Linked DNA regions of Mus musculus: all the other regions are linked to region 4. The links are chromatin contacts, called in public HiCAR-type, HiChIP or PLAC-seq and promoter capture Hi-C maps. All regions are on one chromosome and are shown on one strand. The core of a region is the stretch at or near the end of the contact, and the rest is flanking DNA. Distances in the headings are between cores, read along the strand shown.

Region 1 (2,895 bases), core at 174-2,673, 670 kb after region 4:
GTAGGCTTCTGCTTCTTCCAGGTCTTGCTGATCTGGTCTCAGAGTCTTCTTTGTTGCATGGCTTTGGAGCTGGTCCTAAAGAATCTGATGAGTTTCAGGGACTTCCTGAGGCTCCTTTAGTTTATCTTCTTTCTTAAGAAGCTTGCCTGCAGGATAAAATGTTTCAACTTCAGAGGAAACTATTACACAACATGTGGTCACACTATTCAAGAGAGACCCTCTTCCCTACCAGGTGGGAAAGTGAACTTTCATTCACTCATCTCTTTCACGGCTCCATCCTTCATCTGCCCCCACGCCCATTAAATACTGCTTGGGGTACTGAGGCAGAAGGAAGGGAAATTCAATGATGTGGCTATGCTAGAAAGAAGTTCAAGGTCAGCCCGGGCAGCTTCTTGAGCCTTGTCTGAAAACCGAAAACAAGAGAAGGGCTGGAGGAGCACACGTGGCAGGCCCTGAGTATGGAAAAAGAAAAGGGAAAAAACGCTCTTGGCGCCATGGCTCAAGGCTGTAATGCCTGGCCTGTAGTACTCCAGGAGGTTAAGGCAGGAGGGTGGGAAGACCAACCTAGACTACATACAAAAAGACGGGTTCAGGCGCATCAGATGAAAGGGTTTGTGTGTACACGTGTTGAAGTCTCCTGAGGGCATGGAGGCCAAGACTGAATAGAGTCCATACTTTTAAGGACCAGACTAGGGACCAAGGTCCTTCTTGAAGAGCACTCAGCCACGACCGGCCTGCACCTGCAGAGGGCGCCGCAGACACACTGAAGCGAAGTGAGCCTCCAGATGGGTGCGAGAGCAAGGCCAGCAAAGTTTCTGGGAAAGGCTTCTCCTCTAAGAACTCGAGAGCTTCAGACAGGAGGGGATATGAAAGTTGGTAGAAAGAACAGAAAAGAAAGAGACGGTTTAAAAAAAAAAAAAAAAAAAAAAAAAAGAGTGCTGCCACTGACCCCAATCGTTCAGGTTTGAATCTGTTTTCCCATCTACAGAGCAGATTGGGGGGAGGGGGAGGGCGTGGGGGGGGTGGAGCGGGGTTTCGGAAAGTGCTCTTACAGGATTCCAACACTACTTAGATTCAAACTCCAAGTGCCGCCTGCCCTCTTTGCTCCTCCCCAGTCTGAGCATCCCCGCCGCTGAGCTTGGAGTAGCGGATGTGAGCAACGCAGCAATCCTGAGTCCGGACTCCGCGAGGCCTTGGCACGAGGGGAAAACCTCGGACACCCACCCGGCCAGAGTCCCATCGGACCTGTTCTCTTTTCCCTAACCATCTCCACCCCGAGCACCCTGTCACCTGGGCGCTCCGGGGGTGCGGGCCCGGCGGGCGGGGCGCGGGGCGGGGATGGGGGTGGGGGCTGATGCCCCGTGGAAGGAGGCTGGCCACGTGACTCCCGAGGCTCAGCTGGGCTGCCAGGCGGGGAGCGCCGCTTCGGCCCAGGAGGAGGTGGTGGGCGCGCAGCCCGAGCTGCGCGGGACTGGCCGTCGGGGTCCCGGGACGGCGAACCCCGGGGAGCGCCCATGCCATGGAGAAGCTGGCGGCCGGGCTGGCCGGGCTGCGCTGGAGCATGGGCGCTTTCCCGCTGGACCTCATCGTCAGCCGCTGCCGCCTGCCCACGCTCGCCTGCCTCGGACCAGGTACCCGGTGTCTAGAGGGGAGACGGAGGCGGAGGATGCGAAAAGTCGGGGCTTCGCTCTGTTGGAGCTGGCAGGACTTACAGGCGCATTCAGTCACTACCCTCCCTGTCCCCGTTGATGGGGGGCTTTGCTTGTCTTCTGGGGCTGCTCCTGGCACAACCGGAGCCCCCAAGTCTGGGAGCCGCTTCTGGGCCCCTCCGACCCCCCACAGGGTTAGTAACTGGCCGCAGGGTTGCAACAAAGTTTTCAGTCCCCCTGGAGCCAGTAGCGATGCTGAGTCTGTGGGCCGCTCTGTCGGTGCACCCCGCTTTCCCGGCGCCTATCGGCCCCTGCCCAGGCCGCACCCCCTTGATCCCTTTGTCTTCCAGCCTCTCACCTTCATCGTACCGCATCTCTTGGACCACGATAGGTCTTTCCCTACCATCCCCGCTAGTCCCTTTTTGGGACCTTTCCTGAACCGTCCTTTGACATCCTGAGGTCTTTTGGCAACGGGCAGACTATCCTCCGGAGAGGCCTGAGTGAGCGGGCCGGCCACCAGGCACCCCCCTCCCACACACACACACCCTTCCCTATCTCAGCAGAGGACCCCCGGCCCTCCCCCACCTCTCGTCCTATTTCGCCAGCAGGTGCGGGTGTTCCGATGATGGGACCGAATATAGGAGAGCCTGAAGGCTGCACAGAGCAAGAGGACTGTAGTGTTGGGGGAAAGGGGAGCTGTTTGGTTGGGGGAGGGGCGGGAGCCGGGGCTGGCAGCCAGGCTGGGGGTTTTGTGTGTGAGAAGAATAGGGGTTTGGCCCGCGTTGGCACACTCGCTTCCCTGAATGCTAATGGGACTCCTGTGCTGTTCTTGGACTGGCAGCCCCTCCTCAGACCCGCAACAGCAAGAACTGGGCACAGTGAGCACCAGGCGGGCCGAAGCAGGCTCAGTGGGACTTCAGTGTGTCCCGGTCCTTTAGGTGGAATACCTGGCAGTCTAACTCTGGTGGGACCTCACTCACTGCTCAGCGTGAGATCCCAGGACTGCGCTTGCAGCTGGACTGTGTCTGCTTGTGAATAGGAAATTCTGCCCTAGGTTCTTCCTGCTCACTTCCCACGCATCTCTTTGACACCCTTTTCTTTGAGTTCTTTTCTGAGCGCTTCTTTATGGCTAGGACTTCTCTGTGCTTCCCTGACACCTGTGCGCCCCATTCCACAGGGCTGCTGGCTTTTGGGGAGGGCCAAGGAGTATGGACATTCATTCATTAAGTGAATGAATGAATGAGCA
Region 2 (2,700 bases), core at 109-2,608, 770 kb after region 4:
AGTTGCTGCCCAGATTTCCCTCCATATGGACTGAGCTCCTGGAAAGAGATAGAGGAGACTCTGAGGAGAGAGGCTGGTCTCAAGTTCCTGCCAGGGTACCCTCAGGGGCAGCCTGGCTACTCTGGTGTGACTTGGTCTCTTAGAAGTTCTTCTTTAGGCCAGAGGTCAAATGTAAGTATCTGGAGGGAGAAAAGGATGTTCAGAAACGGGGACAGGGGCACAATTCCAGGGACCCTGCCAGGGCCAGCAGCCTCACCTGAAACCAGGAACCAGGCACACCCTGGAAGTCAACATGCTTTGTTTAGCTCCTTCCTGAATTGACCTGTCCCTGGGCCTCTAGGCTAATTGAAATGGCTGGGTCCAGAGCTCCAACAAGGAGTCAGGGTCCTGCAAATTAACCCATGTTTTCCTCTCAAAATCCCATGTGTGTATGCATCTAAAACCAGATGGCAGCTCACACTTGCAATCTCAGCACCCAGGAGACTGAAGCAGGAAGACTGTAGCAAGTACAAGGACAGCCTGGGCAACAGAGTGAACCTTTATTTAAAAAACAAACAAACTAACTAACAACAATCACCCCAAAATATAAATAATAAAACCAGAAGGAAGCCAGACATGGTGGTTCAAGCCTGTACAATAATCCCAGTGCTTAAGATAATGGGGCAGGGGTATCCCTTACTTAAGATAATGGGGCAGGAGTATCCCTTACTTAAGTGCAAGGGTTCAAGAGCAGCCTGGGCAACACAGAAGATCCACACAGAAAATAAAAACAAGGAAGTACATGAAAACTAGGAGGATATAACACAAACAAACAAACAGGTGCAGGCAAGGATAGGCTATAGATAAGACATGCCACAGAGGAAGCTACAGATAGGGATATTTAGATCTGGGGATTGCAGTAGATTAGGAGCTGTAGATAAATAGATAATAAAATGCAAGCCTAGGCTCCACGCTTCTCCTCAGACTCTTTCCCATCGTCTATGCTAATAAGCTTCTACATCTGCAAAGGTTTTCTTCTCATTTCATTGTAAGTTGGTAGCCAAAAGAGCAGCAGGTGTCGTAGGGTGTCATGGGGACTCAGGTAAAGCTATGGAAGTGTCCCCTCACCCTGGGCAGGAAGATTGCCTTCTTGGGGGCAAGCTGGTCCCTTCCTTCCACCTTTCATCCTACACCCTGTGGTTCCTCACAACCTGTGGCTCTGACTGTGGCCTCTGCAGGTCTCCCCAGGGTCCTCACTCACCCCAGTACTTACTGATTGGGCTGTGGGGACAAATGTTGGCTCCAACTCCAGCAGGGGAAGAGTCACGGCCAGGAGCAGCTGGGAGAGAGCTAGAGAGGACATGGCTCAACGCAGCAGTCCCTAAAGCCCTCCGGCTGTTCCAGGATGCAAATTTCCTCCCCCCACCCCCCCCCACCCCCCGCCCCAGCTGGCAGGGCTATTACTGAAGGAAGGGAGGAAAGATCAGAGGGAGCCAAGGTGAGTTGACAGAGCAAGTGTCACAGCCTGTGATTCGGGCAGATATGCTTCCAGGTCACTGGGGCCACCTGGACCCCCACATGATTCTGTGAGAGGAGTGTGCCTTGGTTCTCCTGGGCAGGCGGAGGGGACACAGGTACCACGTCACAAAAAACAACAGGTCACAGAGGCAGGTTCAGGCATGGTCCCCAGGGCCTAGGAAACTTGGATCATTTTGGAATGCCTCCAGGAAGCTAGACCTTCAAAACTGAACCAAGGTTAGAAAAGACTATAAAGGGGGCAGCAAGATGCCTCAGAGGGTAAAGGAGCTTGCCGCCAAACTCCACAGCCTGAACTGGTCCCTGGAACACACATGGTACAAGAAAGCCAGCTCTTGTTCCATCAAACACCTTGAATCCGTCCCCTGTATTTGTATGTCAGAATACCTCAGGCTGGGTTGAAGAATAGAAAATTACTGGCCTCTTGTGAGAACATGAATTTTTTACCTCGGAGCCCACCCCCTCCCATCTAGAGATTGTTCCCAGAACACTCCTAAACTTTTCACCCCAAAACTCCTCACCCTAAAGTTTGAACCCTCCCAACTAAAAACTGTTCCAAAAACATTTTTGAGATAAAGGCCTCCTGGAACAACCTCAAAATGAACCAGGTACTCCTTAGTTACGTAGGTTCCTTGATAGGACATGACTCCTTAGTTACGTAGAATCCTTTGGCAGAACCCCTTGTCCCTTGGCAGAACTCCCTAGTGATGTAAACTTGTACTTTCCCTGCCCAGTTCTCCCCCTTTGAGTTTTACTATATAAGCCTGTGAAAAATTCTGGCTGACCGTCGAGACTCCTCTACCCTGTGCTAAGGTGTATGAGTTTCGACCCCAGAGCTCTGTGTGCTTCCATGTTGCTGCTTTATTTCGACCCCAGAGCTCTGGTCTGTGTGCTTTCATGTTGCTGCCTTATTAAATCTTGCCTTCTACATTTTATGTATGGTCTCAGTGTCTTCTTGGGTACGCGGCTGTCCCGGGACTTGAGTGTCTGAGTGAGGGTCTCCCCTCGAGGGTCTTTCAGGGTAATTTTTTGTTTTGATTTGTTTTACAAGACAAGGTTTCTCTGTGTAGCCCTGAATGTCCTAGAACTCACTGTGTAGATTGGACTGGCCTCAAACTCAGAGATCCATTTGCCTCTGCCTCCCCAGTGCTGGGATTAAAGGTGTGTGCCACCACAACTGGCAGG
Region 3 (2,718 bases), core at 201-2,700, 640 kb after region 4:
GTGTCCACAGCTTAAGAGGCAAAGGGGTGGTGCAGGTGAGGCAACCCACAAGGCAAAGTGAAAATGCTCAGGTTAGTGGTGTAGTCTGAGTGAAGGTTTTGCAACCAGAGCACTACTTCCAGCTTTAACATCATCGAAAAGCTGAATGAACACTAGAGAGGTAAAGGACAAAAACAAAACACAACTATACTTTAAAAAAAAAAAAAAAAAAAAAAAAAAACCTGTCCACAGTCTAAGCAGAGGACGTGAATTAAAAGGTCTGTGGTTCATCAGGGTCCACAATTCTTGGGAGGTCCTTTAGGCTGGACCAATCTGTGCAGTAGAAGCTGTAGTTTACAGCTCCAGAAAATGTTTGAGACTAAGCAAATGTCCTAAGAGCGGCCATATCCCCACTCAAAGCTACTCTCTACTCCAGTGTCAGGTTGCTCTTCATGTTTCCTGAATGCCACCATTAGCACCCCCATCCTCAGCCAACACCTAGGAGGTTCTGTGCCCTTCCAGGCCCTGTGGTTGATTCCATCCTTTGCTCCTCAACAGCCTCTTGTTACTCTTTAAAAGCCAAGGCTGCAGCACTTGGGAGGCAGAGGCAGGCGGATTTCTGAGTTCGAGGCCAGCCTGGTCTACAAAGTGAGTTCCAGGACAGCCAGGGCTACACAGAGAAACTGTGTCTCGAAAAACCAAAAATAAAATAAAATAAAATAAAATAAAATAAAATATAAAAGCCAAGGCTGTTGGAAGGAAAAACCCCACAGTTCCCGCCTAAGGCCCGGGTCTCCCCCTTTCCCGCGCAGCCGTAGCACCGCCCAAGCCATTTTCGCTCCAATTTTAAAAGCAGCAGCAAAGGGGAGCAGGAGATAAGGGGAGGAAGAAGAGGAGCAAAGTCAAGACCTCAGAGCAGGATTTGGACAAGCTCCCGCAGGTTTCTTCCCACTCCCTCCCTCTGGGCCGCACAACTGGTTGAAACTGGATTCGGGAGAAAAGGTTTAACAGGGACTAAGGTCAAAGGCAGACCTTCAGAACCTGGTTTACTTGAAGTAGTTGTCACCTGGGTCGCGCACGGGAAGTTTAGGACTCCTAGAACCTCAGAGCCCGGGTTAGGGCTATCCAAGAACGCTCGCCCGGCGTCTCCGCGTGCCCAGCTTGCCTGCCGGACGTCCTCCCGCTAATGCAGACCAGCCCCAGTTACCTCTCAGGCTGTATCGTGCCTGCATGCCGAACACCGACAGGGTGCCAGTGCCCGTGCGGTCCTCCTTCTTGAAGCCGCAGCGCAAAATGTGCTCCACCTGCCTCAGGTACTGGAGTTCTCCATGCCGTGGGGCTTCCGCGCTCAGCTGCTGAGCATCGGACTGCAGCTCGGAGCCAACCACCAGCATAACGGAGCAGTCTGGCAGCAGTGTAGTCAGCGACAAAACCAGGACCTTCCTGGCGCTCTTTTCCTCCAACACCAGCCCGCCTCTTCCTGCTGGGAAACTTCCGGCCGCCAGAATCCGTGGCAGACCCCGCCCCCACGTGACAGAAGTGGTTACAGCTTGCAAGGCAAACACCTGCCCACTTTCTCAAATCTGTATTTACCCTATTATGGCATTAAGAGCCTATAGGATCAGGGTGTGGGGATGCATGCCATTAAATCCCAGCTCCTGGGAGATTGAGTCGGCTAGAGGATCTGGAGTTTAAGGCAAGCCTTCACTTCATAGCAAGTTCAAGGCCAGCCTAGGTACTTGAGACCCAGTCTCAAAAAGAGCCTTTGGCTTATACGATACTTGTACTTGGATCTTTATGTAGTTTGGGAACCACAGTAATTTTGGCTTCATAGAATGAATTGGGTAGAGGACCTTCTGTTTCTGTTTTGTGGGATAGTTTGAGAATTGGAATTAAGTCTTTTTGAAGGCCTGATAGAACTCTGTGCTAAGTCCTGGGCTTTTTTTGTTTGGGAGACTATTAGTGACTGCTTCTACTTTTTTAGGGGAAATGGGACTGTTAAGATCATTAATCTGATCCTGATTTAACTTTGGAACCTGGTATCCGTCTAGGAAATTGTCCATTTCATCCATGTTTTCCAGTTGTGTTGACTATAGCTTTTTGTAATACAATCTGGTGATGTTTTGGATTTCCGCTGGTTCTGTTGTTATGTCTCCTTTTTCATTTCAGATTTTGTTAATTAGGATGTTGTTCCTTTGCCCTCTAGTTAGCCTGGCTAAGGGTTTATCTATCTTGTTGATTTTCTCAAAGAACCAGCACCTGGTTTGATTGATTCTTTGAATAGTTCTTTTTGTTTCCACTTGGTTGATTTCCACCCTAAATTTGATTATTTCCTGCTATCTACTTCTCTTGGGTGAATTTGCTTCCTTTAGTTCTAGAACTTATAGGTGTGCTGTCAGGCTGCTAGTGTGTGCTCTCTCTAGTTTCTTTTTGAGGAACTCAGAGCTGAGTTTTCCTCTTAGGAGTGCTTTCATTGTTCTCGTATGTTTGGGTATGTTGTGGCTTCATTTTCTTTAAACTCTAAAAAGTCTTTAATTTCTTTATTTCTTCCTTAACCAAGATATCATTGAGTAGAGTGTTGTTCAGTTTCCACGTGAACTTTGGCTTTCTGTAATTTATGCTGTTATTGAAGATCAGCCTTAGTCTGTGGTGATCTGATAGGATGCATGGGATAATTTCAATATTTTTGTATCTGTTGAGGCCTGTTTTGTGACCAATTATGTGGTCAATTTTGGAGGA
Region 4 (2,700 bases), core at 83-2,582:
TTATTGTAAATCCAGTCAGACTGACAATGAAAGTAATCACAATAGCTTGCTTTCTGTGTTGTAACCCCCGAATTAGTGATACTAGAGAGATGTCAGTGTTGTGTACAGACAGTTTGCCTCTGCATTCCCTGCCCTCCCCCAGAAGCTCCCATCCTCCCTCTATCCTGGGGCAAGCACAATATGCAGACAACTGGTTTCTGTGCTGTGTCCTCCTGCAGCAGTCGGGGCTCCTTCCCCTTCCCCTGGCGTTAGAATGGTACTACCCATAAAACTCCCCTTAATGAAGACATTCTGAGGAGACATCCTCCTTTGTGTCTCCAAAAATCAACACTCCTGCTGATAAGCAGCAGAACTCCAGATGCCTGTCTTTGAGACCTTAGAGAAATAACAAGCTCAAGGGAGACCATGGAAAAAAGGTAAACAGAGGTCAGGTCACAGACAGTTACAACTGGCCATAAAATTAGTCCCTGAACAGACACCCATTAACACTCCCCCTTCCCGATACACTACCAATCCACCAAATGATTACAGCCCTCTAATCCCCTTTTCTGTAGGGATTCCTAAACTAAACTGTATATAAACCCAGTGTTTTCTGGACTCAGGGTCGTTTGCCAGCATTCACGTAGTGAGTGTGAGGCAGGAGAGCTGAGTTCAAACTTTAAACAATAAAAGACTCTTTCGAGTTGCAGTGGACTTTGCAATTCTTGAGCTCATCTGGATTTCCCGTGGACTCAGGGCACAACATTTGTAATTGTGATAAGCACTAAGGCCAAAAAGCAACTAAGGAAGAAAGGTTTATTTAGTTTAGACTTTCACATCAAGTCCACCTTTGAGGGAAATCAGGACAAGAACTCAAAGCAGGAACCTGGAGGTAAGAACTAAAGCAGAAAGTGGAGGAACAATGTTTGCTGAATCTCTCGGGCTCTGTTCAGCCACCATTTCTATGTGATGGCTAAAGAAACTCCATTTTTATGCCAGACATCCATCTTGGTACCCACTGTGAAACTATCTCAAAGGAAAAGGAAAAGGAAAAGGAAAAGGAAAAGGAAAAGGAAAAGAAAAAGAAAAAAAAAAAAAACCAAAAACACACAGAGAAACAGAATTGACTGCCTTCTCATGGGTACACACGCACGCAAGAAAATGCAAGGATGTGTGAAAATTTATGCTACAGCCATACCTAGGTTTTCTCAGTGCTTCCCAAAACAAAGTACAAGAGCTTCAGATTTTAAAGGACTCTACTAGTGTCTGTGACCTGGTACCCTCCTACCAGCAGAGGAAACCTCCCACCGTCCTTTTTAGTCCATTGAAGCGCGCTTCCGGAAGTCCCGCCCCTTCCGGAAGTGATGCCGCGGAACGTCCCGGAAGTTAACGGCGTCTATAGGCATGGGGCTTGTGAGTTGTGGTGTAGAGCAATGGCACATGCTCTCTTGAAACGTAGCGGCGTCCGCCGCGGTCTGGGCGGCAGGGAGGGTCCCCTGAAACGGCTGCGGCTGGCCGTGGAAGACTTCGTGCGGACTACCTCCGAGAGCGAAGCCTGCGAGAGCCGCAGCGCTGTGGCGCGCTCCCGGCCCGGCGGCCGAAAGAGCCGCAAGGAGCTTCGTAAGGAGAAGCGACACCTGAGGAAAGCGCGGCGCCTGCAGAGGACAGTAGGCTCCGGGTCAGGGGACCAAGGGGGGAATGTCGGCCTTAACGATGGCCCGGAGACTCGACGACCGCCCACTGAGGTGAGACCGACGCCCGCCAAGGCCACAGCAACCCCTGCCAAGGCCAGTGCCCCCTCCACTAACACCAAGGCCTCGGCGGCCCAGCCGAAGGCCAAGGCTAAAGGTGCTCCTGGAAAGCCTGGTCCCGCCACCGCCACCGCCCGGAAGCGGGCACTTCTAGCGGCCAACGAGGAGGAGGACCGAGAGATCCGAAAGCTGGAACGGTGCCTCGGCCTCCACAAGCGTAAGAAGAAGGGCGATGGTAGCTCGGTGCCGCTCAGCTTCGCGCGCGACGGTCTGGACTACATCCTGGGGGCCCTGGAATGTGGGAGCGGCGGCGGCCTGTACGAAAGCAGCGAGGAAGAGGAGGAAGAAAAGTTGGAGACTGGACAGACAGTCTTGGAGAGTGACCTAGAGAGCAATTCTAAAGAAAGTGAGGAGGACCCAGACTGGCAAGTGCTGCAGGAGGATCAGGAAGATGTAAACTCGAAAAGGAGAGGAGAAGCAGAAAGTGGGACTCGGGGAAATAAAGGGACTAAGAAAGTGCGTTTTGCAGAAGTTGTAGAAAAGAGCAGAAGCTCTTCGGAAGATGACATAGAACAGCAGGTATGTCACGAACAGCCTGTAGGCCCTCTGGGCTGTCATTCCAAACGGAGTGAGGGGCAGAGTACAGAACAGTATTTGCACTAACACAGTAGCAGCCACAGCCTGCTGAGGGACAGGCTGACCCAGGCCATTCTAGGCAATCATAGAGCTTCACTTCGTTAAATAGCAGTACCCTGCTCCAAGTTCTCATGGGGTTAGTGTTTGGAGTAAGTAACAACAACAACAACAAAAGATACCGGATTTTCCACTGTACATTTTTGTTTACAATTTTATTCCTGTTTTCAAGGAGAGTCACTCTGTTGAAAGTGGTGAAAAGTACATCCCTCCTCGGCTGAGGAACGAGGAGGTAATAGATGTCCACAAGAAAGAAGAGCTAGACAGGCTCAAGAAA

The links. Promoter capture Hi-C pulls out the DNA fragments that hold promoters and counts their contacts. HiCAR-type assays count read pairs that join an accessible place to other places. HiChIP or PLAC-seq counts read pairs in DNA pulled down with a chosen protein or histone mark.
Region 1: a contact with region 4 is called in a HiCAR-type map of astrocytes, with 2.9 times the contacts expected there. The contact joins the promoter of Garem2 here to the promoter of Nom1 in region 4. A contact is called at or near these places in 8 of 39 promoter capture datasets (the 3T3-L1 cell line, the HPC-7 cell line, the SN4741 cell line and 4 more), 3 of 115 datasets of contacts at active chromatin or transcription factors (astrocytes, bone marrow-derived macrophages and large pre-B cells) and 1 of 9 other capture datasets (liver).
Region 2: a promoter capture Hi-C map of embryonic stem cells shows a contact between it and region 4, with 4 times the contacts expected there. The contact joins the promoter of Adgrf3 here to the promoter of Nom1 in region 4. A contact is called at or near these places in 4 of 39 promoter capture datasets (the 3T3-L1 cell line, the C10 cell line, the SN4741 cell line and 1 more).
Region 3: a contact with region 4 is called in an H3K4me3 HiChIP or PLAC-seq map of the 230-238 cell line, with 14 read pairs. The contact joins the promoter of Tyms here to the promoter of Nom1 in region 4. A contact is called at or near these places in 1 of 39 promoter capture datasets (embryonic stem cells) and 3 of 115 datasets of contacts at active chromatin or transcription factors (the 230-238 cell line and embryonic stem cells).

Annotation. Positions count from the first base shown.
Region 1 is chr5:30,103,773-30,106,667 of GRCm38.p6, forward strand. Garem2 (GRB2 associated regulator of MAPK1 subtype 2) reads left to right here and starts at 1,424. Exons shown (of 6, transcript NM_001167879.1): 1 at 1,424-1,631. The coding sequence starts at 1,520. 3110082J24Rik (RIKEN cDNA 3110082J24 gene) reads right to left here and starts at 2,314. Exons shown (of 3, transcript NM_001256263.1): 1 at 2,235-2,314; 2 at 1,291-1,642; 3 at 1-146. The coding sequence starts at 1,587. The coding sequence ends at 117.
Region 2 is chr5:30,204,364-30,207,063 of GRCm38.p6, forward strand. It overlaps Adgrf3 (adhesion G protein-coupled receptor F3), which reads right to left and starts at 1,359. Exons shown (of 14, transcript NM_001014394.2): 1 at 1,253-1,359; 2 at 1-38. The coding sequence starts at 1,342.
Region 3 is chr5:30,072,175-30,074,892 of GRCm38.p6, forward strand. Tyms (thymidylate synthase) reads right to left here and starts at 1,451. Exons shown (of 7, transcript NM_021288.4): 1 at 1,187-1,451. The coding sequence starts at 1,373.
Region 4 is chr5:29,433,335-29,436,034 of GRCm38.p6, forward strand. It overlaps Nom1 (nucleolar protein with MIF4G domain 1), which reads left to right and starts at 1,333. Exons shown (of 11, transcript NM_001033457.2): 1 at 1,333-2,309; 2 at 2,596-2,700. The coding sequence starts at 1,344.